Linked DNA regions of Mus musculus: regions 1 and 2 are each linked to region 3. The links are chromatin contacts, called in public HiChIP or PLAC-seq maps. All regions are on one chromosome and are shown on one strand. The core of a region is the stretch at or near the end of the contact, and the rest is flanking DNA. Distances in the headings are between cores, read along the strand shown. Region 1 holds the start of Ptpn14 (protein tyrosine phosphatase, non-receptor type 14). Region 2 overlaps Ptpn14 (protein tyrosine phosphatase, non-receptor type 14). Region 3 holds the start of Smyd2 (SET and MYND domain containing 2).

What was found. HiChIP or PLAC-seq counts read pairs in DNA pulled down with a chosen protein or histone mark.
Region 1: an H3K4me3 HiChIP or PLAC-seq map of embryonic stem cells shows a contact between it and region 3, with 26 read pairs. The contact joins the promoter of Ptpn14 here to the promoter of Smyd2 in region 3. A contact is called at or near these places in 17 of 39 promoter capture datasets (the 3T3-L1 cell line, the HPC-7 cell line, HPC-7-derived erythroid cells and 10 more), 11 of 484 Hi-C or Micro-C datasets (cardiomyocytes, embryonic stem cells, granulosa cells and 3 more), 24 of 115 datasets of contacts at active chromatin or transcription factors (the 230-238 cell line, the SCID.adh cell line, bone marrow-derived macrophages and 14 more) and 4 of 9 other capture datasets (adipose tissue, embryonic stem cells, liver and 1 more).
Region 2: an H3K4me3 HiChIP or PLAC-seq map of embryonic stem cells shows a contact between it and region 3, with 13 read pairs. The contact joins the enhancer-like site here to the promoter of Smyd2 in region 3. A contact is called at or near these places in 14 of 39 promoter capture datasets (the 3T3-L1 cell line, the HPC-7 cell line, HPC-7-derived erythroid cells and 9 more), 2 of 484 Hi-C or Micro-C datasets (cardiomyocytes and nephron progenitors), 5 of 115 datasets of contacts at active chromatin or transcription factors (embryonic basal ganglia, embryonic forebrain, embryonic stem cells and 2 more) and 2 of 9 other capture datasets (adipose tissue and pancreatic islet).

Annotation. Positions count from the first base shown.
Region 1 is chr1:189,726,894-189,731,021 of GRCm38.p6, reverse strand. It overlaps Ptpn14 (protein tyrosine phosphatase, non-receptor type 14), which reads right to left and starts at 2,754. Exons shown (of 19, transcript NM_008976.2): 1 at 2,358-2,754.
Region 2 is chr1:189,743,284-189,747,461 of GRCm38.p6, reverse strand. All of the region lies in intron 1 of Ptpn14 (protein tyrosine phosphatase, non-receptor type 14), which reads right to left. Among named protein-coding and RNA genes, the nearest start is that of Ptpn14, 17 kb to the right of the region's middle. Within about 2 kb of position 2,306, at least 25 of the 459 cell types and tissues checked have an H3K27ac peak or open chromatin away from gene starts, as enhancers often do. A contact at or near this core is called in adipose tissue and embryonic stem cells, where this site is marked.
Region 3 is chr1:189,919,553-189,923,790 of GRCm38.p6, reverse strand. It overlaps Smyd2 (SET and MYND domain containing 2), which reads left to right and starts at 1,500. Exons shown (of 12, transcript NM_026796.2): 1 at 1,500-1,684. The coding sequence starts at 1,512.

The DNA of each region.
Region 1 (4,128 bases), core at 1,505-4,004, 190 kb after region 3:
TGTATCCCCCATTGGGAAAGGAATCCAGTAAAAAAAGCATACACTGGGGAAATCCTCACAGCCGTGGGCTTCTGCTCATCCCTGGGGCAAGGAAGAACTCGTCTGGAAGCCCTGATTGCCTCTGAATTCTTTGTGGTGTGCCAACATTAAACGTCTCCCTAAGGTGATTCTCTTCCAGCTGACCGTGGAACATAACTCACACCAGCTTGAGTAACTGCGGTGCTATGAGTTTGTACACACCAAGGAAGAACGCCTCGAGGAGACCCGGGACCAAGCAGCACAAAGCAGCGGCCTGTTGACACACATTTCTCTCATGCAGGTCCCACACACATTCCAGATCTTCCACCGTGGACATGCTTGCTCTTGGGATCGGAGTTGGGCTGAGAGAGAGTCCTGAATAAACACCCTAAATTGCAAGGAACCGCTCCGGCAGCTTAAGATACATGAAGGCTGGAGACCTTGCGTCTTAGCCAGGACCGACCACTAGGAATATGCACTTCAGCCCAGTGAACAAGTCCCCCAGAGAGGTGACTGTGGACAACCTCTCCTGCACTGAGGAGCTCTGCAGGCAGTGTGTGCTGGACCCTGAGTTACAAGGATGGAAAATTTCGGTTTCTACAGGTTCAGAGAGAGCAAAGAAAACCTCAAGATGCTGCGGAAACTCAGAAACTTCTTTGTTTGTTTGTTTGTTTCTTTCCTTCTTTCTTTTAGTTTTTCGAGACAGGGTTTCTCTGTGTAGCCTGCCCTGGCTGTCCTGGAACTCACTCTGTAGACCCAGCTGGCCTCGAACTCAGAAATCCGCCTGCCTCTCAAGTGCTGGGATTAAAGGCGTGTGCCACCGCTATCTGGTGGAAACTCCTTTTAAAAGCAGTGATTCTGAGATACATAGCCACATCCTTCAACTGATTCTCCACGTGCCAGCCACACAGTCACACGGGTAAGAGTGCTGCTAGGGAAGAAAGCTGTTAGGGATCTGGGAAAGGGATGAGCACTGGTGACTGGTGAGCACGAGGCCTGGACCAGGTTCTGTCCCCAGCACCAAAGAGGAAACTCCACTTGTAAGACACAAACTGCTCTCCCCATGTCAAAAGCTCTCAGGACAAGGTTCTGTAGTGGGGTGGGATGGTCCTCACGGGGATACTTTAACAAAACCAAGGATGGGTAAATTAACGACAATTAAACACCTGTCACCCTACAGAACCCTGTGGGAAACACATCAGGGGAGGGAACATGTCCAAGGGAACGCTTTTGATCCTTGGAAGCTACTCCTGGTCACGGGAAGTGGGTAAAAGACTTCCGGTTTCGTTTCTGCTGGGGTGGGGGCTAACTATGCCAGCAACATTGCACCAACCTGCCCATACATGCCCAGCCAGCCACCAGGTCGCTCTCCAAGACTTTCTGCACGCCCCTCTCCGCGCCCCTCACTTTGCCCAAGCTGTTCCCTCCTCTGGAATGCGGTCCCTCAACCACTCCTAAGTTGAGCATCATTCCCTCAACGAAGGTAACCCCTTTCCTCCAGGGCCTGGCCTTCCCAAGAGTCTCAGAACCCCTCTCTCACAGCACATGTCCCCATCCGCCCACGGCTGCCTGCAGGGTGCTGCAGACTCTTGTAATGTGATCTCTTAGCACAGGGGAAGACTCACCACTGAGTTTGTTGAATTAATGAGGGAGGAAATCCATTTCAAGAAATTAACGCATTTTGGAAATTGACCATACATACACCCATTCAGCAGCAGTCTGAACTCGCCTAAGTAGGACCCAGCTAATCCGTGAACCAACTAAACTCAAGACCCCAATATCTCCTCAAACCAAAGGAAGAAGGGCAAAGCGGGATAGTGACAGCGCACATCAATTCCTCCCAGAAAAGATAGGAAAACCATTCCCAAAGATTTAAAACTAGATGTGGCGTCACGTGGGAAAGGGGCTGTTAACTCTCAGAACTTGCAAAGTTCGAGTTGGAGATTGGTCTGAGATGAAGGTATTTTTCCCTGCGCGCCTGTAAGGATCACCCAAGCCGGGGCCAAGAGACTCAGGAGTTTGGTATCAAGGCTGAGGTATTGGGGAGAGGGCACAAGAACCCCCTCACAAACCCAGTGCCCACAGAGGCACAGGACAAGCTTTGGGCTCTGCGCTCTGTTCCCCTGCTCGCAAACACAACAGGAGCTGGAGGCGATGTTTTGGCTGAATCCGAGTCCCAGACCGCGCTCCCCTTCCAGCTCAATCCCGGACGAGCGAGCACTGCTAGCGAAGAGAACCGGCGGCCGGCCACCTGGCGCCCCCACCGCGCATCCCGGCGTCCCCGGCGGCGAACGAAGTTGGCTCTGCCTGGAGTATCTGCTCCCGACCGGCTAGCTTACCTGCTTACATGGCCCGGGAGTGCCCCGGGTGCCGCACGTTGACCATCAGGGAGTCTGGGTCCCCACCACTGGCTTCCAGGAGCTGGCAGAGGAGGGGCGCAGGGAGGGTTACGCAGCGGCCGGCGCGCCGGGCGCACCGGGGAGGAGAAAGGGCCAAGAACCTAAGCACCGCCGTCCCACGCGAGGGGACCCGGGCGATCAGAGAGGTGGGGCGCAGAGAGGGACCGCCAGCGGCCACTTGGTACCAGATGCTCCACGAGGACCTGCCCTGTGGACGAGACGGCTGAGCCGAGGAGCGCAGCTAGCTGGCCGGGCCCGCGGCCGAGGCGCTGGGCAGCCGGGAGAAGTTGTGCAGAACTTGAGCCTCCGGAGAGCCCGAGCGCCAGGAAGCGCGAGCGGCCGGGGAGGGCGGAGGAAGGGGCCGGGTGGGAGGGGACGAGCAGGCGCCGCTGGCCGCGCTCCCCCGCCCCGGGCTCTGCTCCGCAGTGCTGGGGGCCAGGAGGCGGGGAGCGCGCGGGGCGCTCGCTGGGCGGGCCAGGAATGCGTCCGGGGAGGGCGCGCGCCAGCCTCGGGGACGCGCGCCCTGCGCTGAAAAGAGGAGCCCGGGCTCCCCCGCTGCGGGCGCACGGTCCCCAGGGACGTCACAGCGCTGGAATCCGAGGAATGCCAGGCTGCGGGAGCTCCTTCGGCCGGCCGGGCAGAAGTCGTGCACTTTTAATGGGCTAGCTTTGGAGCGCGTTTTCCCTACCAAGGTGTGGGACGGTGGACTAAAGGAAAGTGCCCGGAGTGAGATAGACTGGAAGTGGAGAGGGGGCGATGACCCAAATCAACCAAACTGTGTGACGCTTAGGAGGCGGAGGGGAAAGAGGAAAGGAAAAGACCGTCCCTCCAAGATTTCCGTGGGCAGCTAAGGGGTGGGACACTGGAGCTAGAACAGGCCATTTATTTGAGGGAGGTCTCCAAGCAGGATGCCCCCATGCCGCCACCGCCCAGGAGACACGGGACAAAGTAGGGTGGCCTCCTTGAGAAGGCAATCTAGAAGCTCTCCTCAGAATCCTAGGATCTCTGAGTAGTGAGTCTTAGCTCCGGTCCTCCCACCCCGCCCCCACGGCCAACCAGCCTTTGTGTGCTGGAAGTTGGAATATGTGGTTTTCCCGGTTTGTTCCATGCCACGGAGGGGGCCCCACCCCGCCTGGGTAGGCACTGGGAGGGAACTGCGTTAGCACTTTCGGAGGTGGGGTTACTGAGGCGCAGCCAGTGTAATGGAAAAGGCACTCGGCCGGGCAAGGAAACCTGTATTAGGCCCCGCGGAGTTGCTGGCCCAGTGGTTAACTCAGGAAGATCCCAGCCCCCTACCCCTGATCCTTGGGTTTAGTAATTGTGAAGTGAAAGGAGTTGCCTATATTTTTAAGGTGCTTTGCATGTCTTGGCATCTGTTCTCTTCCTGAAATCTTAAGACCAGTCCTTTCAAGGACCCTGAAGTCCTTGTCACCCAAAATATCATTAAATTACTTCACTGTACAGGCAAGGGACACAAAACTTCCAGGCCTTATCCTATCAAAATGGCTCATGCCAACTCTGGAGGCAGAGACAGGAAAAATCACAAGTTCGAGGCTGGCCTAGACTACATAGCAAGACCCTACCTCAAAACAAGAAAGAAAGATCTCTGTGCCCACAGAGCAAGTCTGTTAATAACTGGCTTCTGAGTGTTCTTCTACAGAACCAAGAAGAATAAAAGAGGACGGGGGGGGGGGGGCGTGGAGGGGGCAAA
Region 2 (4,178 bases), core at 1,057-3,556, 180 kb after region 3:
TCAGTCAATATAGTGTGGATTATGGAAAAATAAAAAACCTGAATCTCAGAAAAGACTTATCCATAACGAACTAAAATTAAAATTAAAATCCACTTCAGAAACTGAACTCCAAGGATCTCCCAGCGATCGGCCCAAACTCTTTCTTTAGCCCTTATCCATGTTCTAACAGTTACCACTTGACAGGCAGCAACCACTGCTGTTCAGATAGACTCGGGTTGCTTCCCACAGGGATGTAACACAGCTCACAAGCTCTCAGAGAAAGGAGTCCTAGCTCTAAGGATCTGTGGCATTCCCTTGTGAAATGAGGTGAGAGATGTTTGTAGTTCTGTCATAGGCACAAGAGCTACATGAGTCCCAGATTGCCTCCTCCCCAACGTGAGCACAGGCATGCACATGTGCAAGCAGATGTGCAAGCAGTTGTCCACATACACAGGGACACACACACAGAGAGAGAGAGAGAGAGCCAGTTCTCCCGATCGGCAAGGGTGTGGTCTGCCCTGAAAATGTTCTTGCCTCCTTTTCAGAGTCCTGGAGCTGCCCCTGAGGAAGGTTTATAGGTTTTCACCAGTTTCTAAGTAGAAGCCAAAGACAGGCACAGTGACAGGCAATGTGACACTTGTAAAACAGAACAAGAGAGAGACACGGTTGGTAATAAAAGGAGTTCATCTACAGTTCAAGCAAACACTGTAGGAAACCCACTCTTGGTTTCAGATGCAGTGTTTTTTGACTTGGTGAAAACCACAAAGGAAAGGGAAATCTGCAAGCTGTGGAGGGAAAGGATACCGCGCGAGGCAAGAGAGGAGCAAACCACAAGATGCAACCATGCAGTGAGGTCCCCTGTGGGTGCAGTGAGGTCCCCTGTGGGTGCAGTGAGGTCCCCTGTGGGTGCAGTGAGGTCCCCTGTGGATGCAGTGAGGTCCCCTGTGGATGCAGTGAGGTCCCCTGTGGGTGCAGTGAGGTCCCCTGTGGATGCAGTGGTCCCCTGTGGATGCAGTGAGGTCCCCTGTGGGTGCAGTGAGGTCCCCTGTGGGTGCAGTGAGGTCCCCTGTGGATGCAGTGAGGTCCCCTGTGGGTGCAGTGAGGTCCCCTGTGGGTGCAGTGAGGTCCCCTGTGGATGCAGTGGTCCCCTGTGGATGCAGTGAGGTCCCCTGTGGATGCAGTGGTCCCCTTTGCACTTGCCCTTTACCCCTTAGAACCCTGATGCTTTTGCTTTTCTACGGTTGCGCTTTAATATCCGGGTGAAGACGAGATGTGTTTCCAGGAACAGCTACCAAAGCCAAGCATGTGGTACCCTCTTGTAAACCCAGCATTCCAGAGGCGGAGACAGGAGAATCATCAAGGTCATCTTTGGCTACAAAGAAAGTTTAGGTCAGCCTGAGATATATGAGGCGCTATCTCAAAAGCCCAAGAAATTTAAGATTAAAAAAAAAATAGTTACTGAGAAAAAAACACATAAAGCCAAAGAGACAAAAGCAAAAGCCTGAGGGTTTTGTTTTGTTTTTTTTTTTTTAATAAAGACTTTCAGACCCCAGTGCAGGGGAAGCCAGGGCCAGGAAGTGGGAGTGGGTGGGGAGGGGAGCGGGGCGGGGGGAGGGGATAGGGAACTTTCGGGATAGCATTTGAAATGTAAGTAAAGAAAATATCTAATAATAAATCAATCAATCAATCAATCAATCAATTTTTTTAAAAAGACTTTCAGAAAGCAGGAAACAAAGTTAATCACCCTTATTTTTCTCAACTGAATAAGAAAATATCAACTTTTCTAAATCTTTTGGTTTTAAGATACCACAAGCAATTAGTAGTTGCAAAACCCAGGGCAATCAGGGTACCGAGAAGGCTGCACATTTAATAATATTAATAACTGCACCTTAAGTTGACAGTGCTCCAGGGAGCAGTCTGCCCATGTAACAAGATCTGCCAGGCTTGTCCTCTGACCCAGAGTCCACTTTGGAAACCATACCCCAGGGGCAATGCACTCCAAGTAAAGGAAATGTCATGTAGTCCACAGTGCTTACCCGATTCCTTACTCACACTGTTGAAACTAGACTAGCTCCAAGCTTTGGACTCCAAGAAAAGGGTTCAATCAATTACAGTACAACACAAGATGGAGTTACCCATGTTCATGTCTGCCCCCCATCCTACCACACACCCCATGTCCCTGTGGCTTGTCTGGAAAGGCTGAAGGGGAAGCCTGGATCCTCCAGCCAATAATTTGGGGCTCCTGCATGTGTTACAGGCTGCCTTGATGGGTGTGAGCAGGCAGGACGCTTGAACTCAGCATAGCAGCTCTAAGCAAATCATGTGATTCCTGGCTGGGATGCAGCTCAGCTGACAGAGTGCTTTGTCTAGCATGCAGGGAGCCCTAGGTACAGTCCGCAGTGCTGCATAAACCAGGCCTGCAATCCCAGAATGCCAGAGGTAGAAGCTGTGGGGGAGGGGGGATCAGAAGTTTAAAGTCATCTACTATGTAGCAAGTGGGAGGCCCAGCCTGGGCTACCCAAGATCCTGTCTCAAAACACAAACAAAAGACAAGAAAAGCCATGATTTGCACTACACTGTTGTGGGGTCGGGAGAGAACACAGCCCGGAAGGTGCTGTCCTATGTGACTCCTGTAATGAAAATGGTGAGAAGTGAGCTTCATCAAGCTGAGAGCTCCAGAGGAGGAACAAATGTCAGCCACCAAGGTGCTGAAACCCATGTCCTTATCAAGATGAAGAAAAAAAAAAAAAGAAAAAAGAAAAACAAAACAAAAAAAAGCAAAAAAATCAACAATAAAAAAAAAAGTTTGATGACAGTACCTTGTCATGGAACTATGTCAAGCTATAGGCTAGCCGGTAATTTTTACATGAAAAGAAATTATAGAAAACTCAGAAAATATTAGTGATCTCTATAGATAGCAAGCCAGCAAGCACACAAAAATTGTGATATGATGCCTTATAAGTTTCTTTCCAGCAACGAAATGTATGATATCTATATGTACACACACATATATTTTTAATCCCTACTTTAATACTATCATTGTAAATAATTTTAGCTATATATATATATTTTATATACTATCTGTAGTATAAATATTTCTAGGTGTGGCAGTACAGACTGACTCCGAGCTACTGAGAAGGCTCAGGATGGAAGACCACTTAAGGTCAGGGATCTAAGAGCAGCCTGCATGACACAGAAAAATTTGACCTCAAATTTTTTAGCTGAGAAGATATTTCTGCTTTAAATGATGGAAAAAGTCATGACCACAAGGAGAAGGAGCAGCCAGTACAACAGTCAGCCCAGTGAACGGCCCACTCTGCCTTTGGGTATCTGGCAGAGGCGTCAATTTCTTCTGCAGACTATGAAGAAGGAACAAGAAGGGCTGTGCTGAAGCTCAGAGGTGGGCGCCAACTACCATGTAAATGCTCCCAGTTCAATCCCAGCCCTGGAAGCGAAAAACAAAACAAAACAAAACAAAGCAAAACAAACAAACAAACAACCCTCATCTTCTGTAAATACATGAAAGCAAGGGATCACATAAACTATTTACTGGGATAAACTACTTCTACATTATAAAACGCTATGTAAAAAATAAATAGATAAAGAAGTGAATGAAGAAAGAGAGACAGAGGCAGGGAGAGAGAGACAAAGACAGAGAGAGAGACACAGAGAGAGAGAGAGAGACAGAGACAGAGACAGAGACGGAGAGCAAGCCAGATCTGAAAGAGCATCCATCAGTGCTCTAAAAAGGTGGGTGGGTCACCTTTATCTTTATAACCAATGACTGAATCCCATTGTATCAGTAAGACTAGAGAATCACTAAAACCCTCAGAACAATCTAGCTCATGGACATCTACCCTAAAGGAAATTCAACAAGAACTAGAAAAATGTATGTGAACAATCCTCACGGCCATGCTTCAGGGGAGAAGGGTGATAGCCGTTATCAACCTGACGGGATGTAAAATCAGCTATGAGACAAGCCAATGGACCATGACCAGTCTGGAAGGAGCAATGCATTCCCTGAGCACAGGTGAGCTGGTTATCACACTACTGTAGGGTCCCCCAAAAGAGTCAGACCAAAGCTTGCTGTCTTCAGCAACAGTCTTAGCATCCAATCCTGGCACACAAGCAAAAGCAACAGCTGTCATCACTGTAGGGACCTCCAGGGTCTTCCCGGCCAACAGTTTACAGGGAGGCCA
Region 3 (4,238 bases), core at 251-2,750:
TGAATCCAAAAAAACACGCTGCAGATCTACATAGGTGGGCATCTTTAGAAAGTCTCAAGATTTGAGAAAATGCTTCCAGCAGACGGCAGAGTGGGCTCTAGGCACAAACCTACCTGAGAATGTTGCTTGTCACAGGTGAGTAGGGTATGGAAGAGGGTTTCCCAAATCTTACACCTATTTTAAGGTAAGCAAGATGTGTTAAATAAGCACATTAGCTCAATGGTACCCAGTAATGAAGGGTTATTATTACGTGGAATTGAAGGATCCAGGCCTACACTTTGTCCAAGTTTATAGTCCAGTGATGTCCATGGTTACTAAAATGGATACATGGACCTACAAGATAGTTCAGAGTATAAAGGCACCTACCACCAAACCTGACAGACAAATCAGACACAGGCCCCATGTGGTAAAAGGTGAGAACCCACTCCTGCAAGTTGCCCTCTGACCTCTACACATGTTTCCAGCACACATACAGGGGTATGCTCGCACACATGCACTCATACTTACAAAAAAAAAGGGTAATAATAAAAAATAAAAATGGGCCAAAGAACCCATACCCACGGTGCCCTTTCCTTGGAGGAAGGCTTATTCATATTATCACTAAAGAAATTTTATTCACGGGTTCCAAATCCCCCATTCTATGATTTGCCCTGTGAACGAAAGCTGGAGAGAAAAAAAAAACAAACCTGCAGCTGGCACTGACCCTCTTTCTGCAAAGCTAATTAACCGACTTGAACTTCAACCTTTGCGGAGAGGCTGCAATGTCTGGAGCTTATTGGCAGTTTTCCTTGGGCCCTCTCCAGTTCCCTTAATAGCTACCCGTTGCCTATCCTGTGTCTAACCTACCAGCTCGTGAATAACAGGTAAAACCGCCTGGAACATAATCAAGCCATACATTGAGAGTGCAGTCAGATTGCATCTGAGGCCTGTAGCTGAGGTTCCCTCCCTTCTGCAGCCAGCCTACCTGGGGGGTCCCACCGACATATTTTTGACGTCTTGATTTATGACTTTCTTTTTCTGTTATTATGGAATTTTTTTTAATCAAATTGTTACAACGTTGGAACGTAGACTTTGGGGTAACCCAAACCTGGCCATGACCCCTCCTATTGGCTCCAGAATGAACTCTCTCTAAGTTCCCTGGGAGGTGAGAACTGTGTTTTTTAGCACGCACAGCTCAACTGCAAACCACACTCATTCATTCCCTGCTCCACCACCCGGGATCTTAGTGGGGACGCTGTCTGCGGGCACAGCGGGTGGTGGCCTGGGTGGCTTGGGACTCCAGCCTTCCTCACCGGGCAGCGCAGCCTGGCGGGTGCAGGCGGACTCCCGTGCGCGCGCCCTGCGCACCGCCCTCCCGCCCCGCGCTCCGGGGCGCGGCCAGGGCACAGCACCCGCCCCGAGCAGAGCGCCGAGTTCCTTGAAGGCCGGCGGCCGCGGCAGACCTGCCTTCGCTCCCTCCCTCCCTCCCGTGACGCGCGTGCCCCGCAGCGCGCAGCCGCAGCGCCGCCAGCATGCGCGCCGAGGCCCGCGGCGGCCTGGAGCGCTTCTGCAGTGCGGGCAAGGGCCGGGGGCTCCGCGCGCTGCGGCCCTTCCACGTGGGCGACCTCCTCTTCTCCTGCCCGGCCTACGCCTGCGTGCTCACCGTGGGCGAGCGGGGCCACCACTGCGAGTGCTGCTTCGCCAGGTACGCGGGGACCGTGCGGGCGGGAGGGGCCACGCGGAGCCACGTGCGCCGCGTCCGCTGAGCCACGGCCTGCCCCGCAGCCGGACCTGCGCCGCCCCACGCGTGTCCGTTCTAGCTTAGGTTCTCTGTGGTCCCGAGGCCTCCCGAGCTGTCCTGAGATGGGCGGCTCCCCCACCCCCTAGGGAGTGATGACCCGATCAGCCAGGGACGCTTCCGGTCATTCTGGAGGAGGGAAGCTATGGAACAGACACGCCTATGAGACTGGGCTCCGTGGATTGGGATGAGGGGACACAGTTTGTTGGGAGAATATTTGATTGTACTACTTCATACATGTCCTGAGTGTGTAGATGCTGTATCCACGGCCACATGCTAAGCCTTAAGGTAGTTGCGGATCAGGAAGGTGCGTTGGGATTCCCCCATCCCACCCTGTGTCTTCATTTTACAGACACACTTTATCTTAAAGGCCGAGAAGAGATCATTTTACTGTTGGGACACTAAAGCCCAGAGAGGAAGGGTAGCTGTGTATACACAAGGCACTAATTAGGGGCTGGAGCCTGGCCTGTCAGGACTGACACGTCCCGCCCACCCACTTCCTTGCTTCCTAAGTTTGCTGAGGTAGGGGGTCTGGCTTTGGAGTTGAGCCTGTCCCAGGCCATCTGTGGATGCCTGAGGAAGGAACCCTGCCTGACTTGCTTTGAAGGTCAGTGTCATCACCTTTGAAGTGGAGATGGTGGGCTAGATTAAGCTAACCTGGGGTTCTGCAGGTACCTCTTGCGGGCTGCCCCCAGTCCTGCACTCCACGAAGCTCTCAGCCTCCCAGACTCGTGCGCCTCGTTCTACAATAAGACAACAAAAGAATGGACAAAGGTTGCATATTAGAGTAATCTCGGCCGGACTCCCTGCCAGAACTGTCTTCCGCTGGGGGGGACCTGGAAAGGAACTAGACGCAGAAGCGTGCCGTGGGCAGCGGAAGGGCTGTATGTGATGTGCCTCTTTGAATTGGCGAGCCAAGAGCTAAAGGGTCATGGCACCACTTTGCGACGTTTGAGTGAAGTGAGCATTGGGTTTTCCCAAAGTTAAAAAGGCTGCTGCAACTGGTCCCTTGATCTTCTGAGCCTCGCTGTGGCTGGGAGTCTGCAGCAGTGTGGGTGTCTGCAGTAAAGGAGCAAAGCGGGTCACCCAGCACAGAGGGGGCCTCCGTCAGGGGTCCTGGCGCTTGGTGTGCGGTGAGAGGCGTGGGCCTTGCGGAGTGCGTAGTAGGGACTCGTGGCCAGTTCTCTCCTCCTGAAATTAAATATCTGCGTTGACAGCTGAGGCGTGCTTCTCTCCTGTTGGGAGTGTCCTGATTGTACAAAGACACACAAGCTTCCAGAAGTACCCTTACAAATCACCCAGCCTCAGGAATCCTGTCATTTGTGACAGCTAACCCCCCACTCCCCTTGACATTTGTTAATGTCACTAATTTTGCCTCAGTTCCCTCTCCTGGGCCCCCCAGGCTGCCATTCCATTGTCAACCAATCTCTTCTGTTTGGCTTATGTAACAGTCAGAACTTGGAACTCAACTAAAATATTGCCCAAGAAATAAAACTCACAAGATCCGTGCACCTAGAGAAATCTTCGTACCGCATCCCGTGGTTGCCGTAAAATCTGGTTAGTTTTGCTAGATCGTTCTAAGACTGTGTTACTCCATCTCCTACTTGTGTGTGACTGAGGCCTGACCTGTTCTTGTGTATTAAAGGGGGGGATGCACAGCTCTGTGGAGTTTCAGGAGCATGTTACAGGTGGGGTGCGTGTCGGTTCATGTGTCATGCCCCCAGAAAAAAGCTGCGCTGTCCTTTTTTGTGCTAGAAGTATAGTATTATCACTTAAGATAGATGAGCCTCCCGGGGTCTCATGCCACATCTACTATGTTATAATTTAACTCACTTGGGAAGAAAAACTATTTCTCCAGGAGTGAGCATGTTATATTAACCGAGAAATAATGGTAGAATGTTATTTTTTAAGCTCTCTACAAAATAGGATTCTTAGTGCCAGGAATTTTTTTATTCCCCCTTCTGGCAGTTTTAAATTAGTATCACATTTTCTCAGCTTGGTAGGTGACATTTGGGAAGATGCAGATTTTGCCTCAGCTGCTAGAAGGCAACTCCTAAAAATATAAGTAACTTCTAGGTGAGAGCTATCCCTCATATATACATACATATGCACGCCTGCCCACCCACCTGCCCATATGTCTGTGTACGTGTTTTGGTCCCTGGTTAACATCTACACACAGTTCTTACACATTCTTTAAATATATATATATTTCAAACTGAAAACTGGACATTCTGACTCAATTTTATTGGCTTCAGAAAGAAAGGCTCAGCTGTGACCAGGGGTTGACTAGAATATACTAGAATATTTATTCTTCCTCTAGGACCGAGGTCTCCCTCTTGATCTTTATTCTCTTGCTCCTGGACTGCTGTATAACGAGGATGCTGAGTGTGGGAGAGAGCCCGAAGGCCCTCGTGGCTTTTGCAGCAGGGAGCCCTGTGCTCTGCCAGGCTCACACGGACTG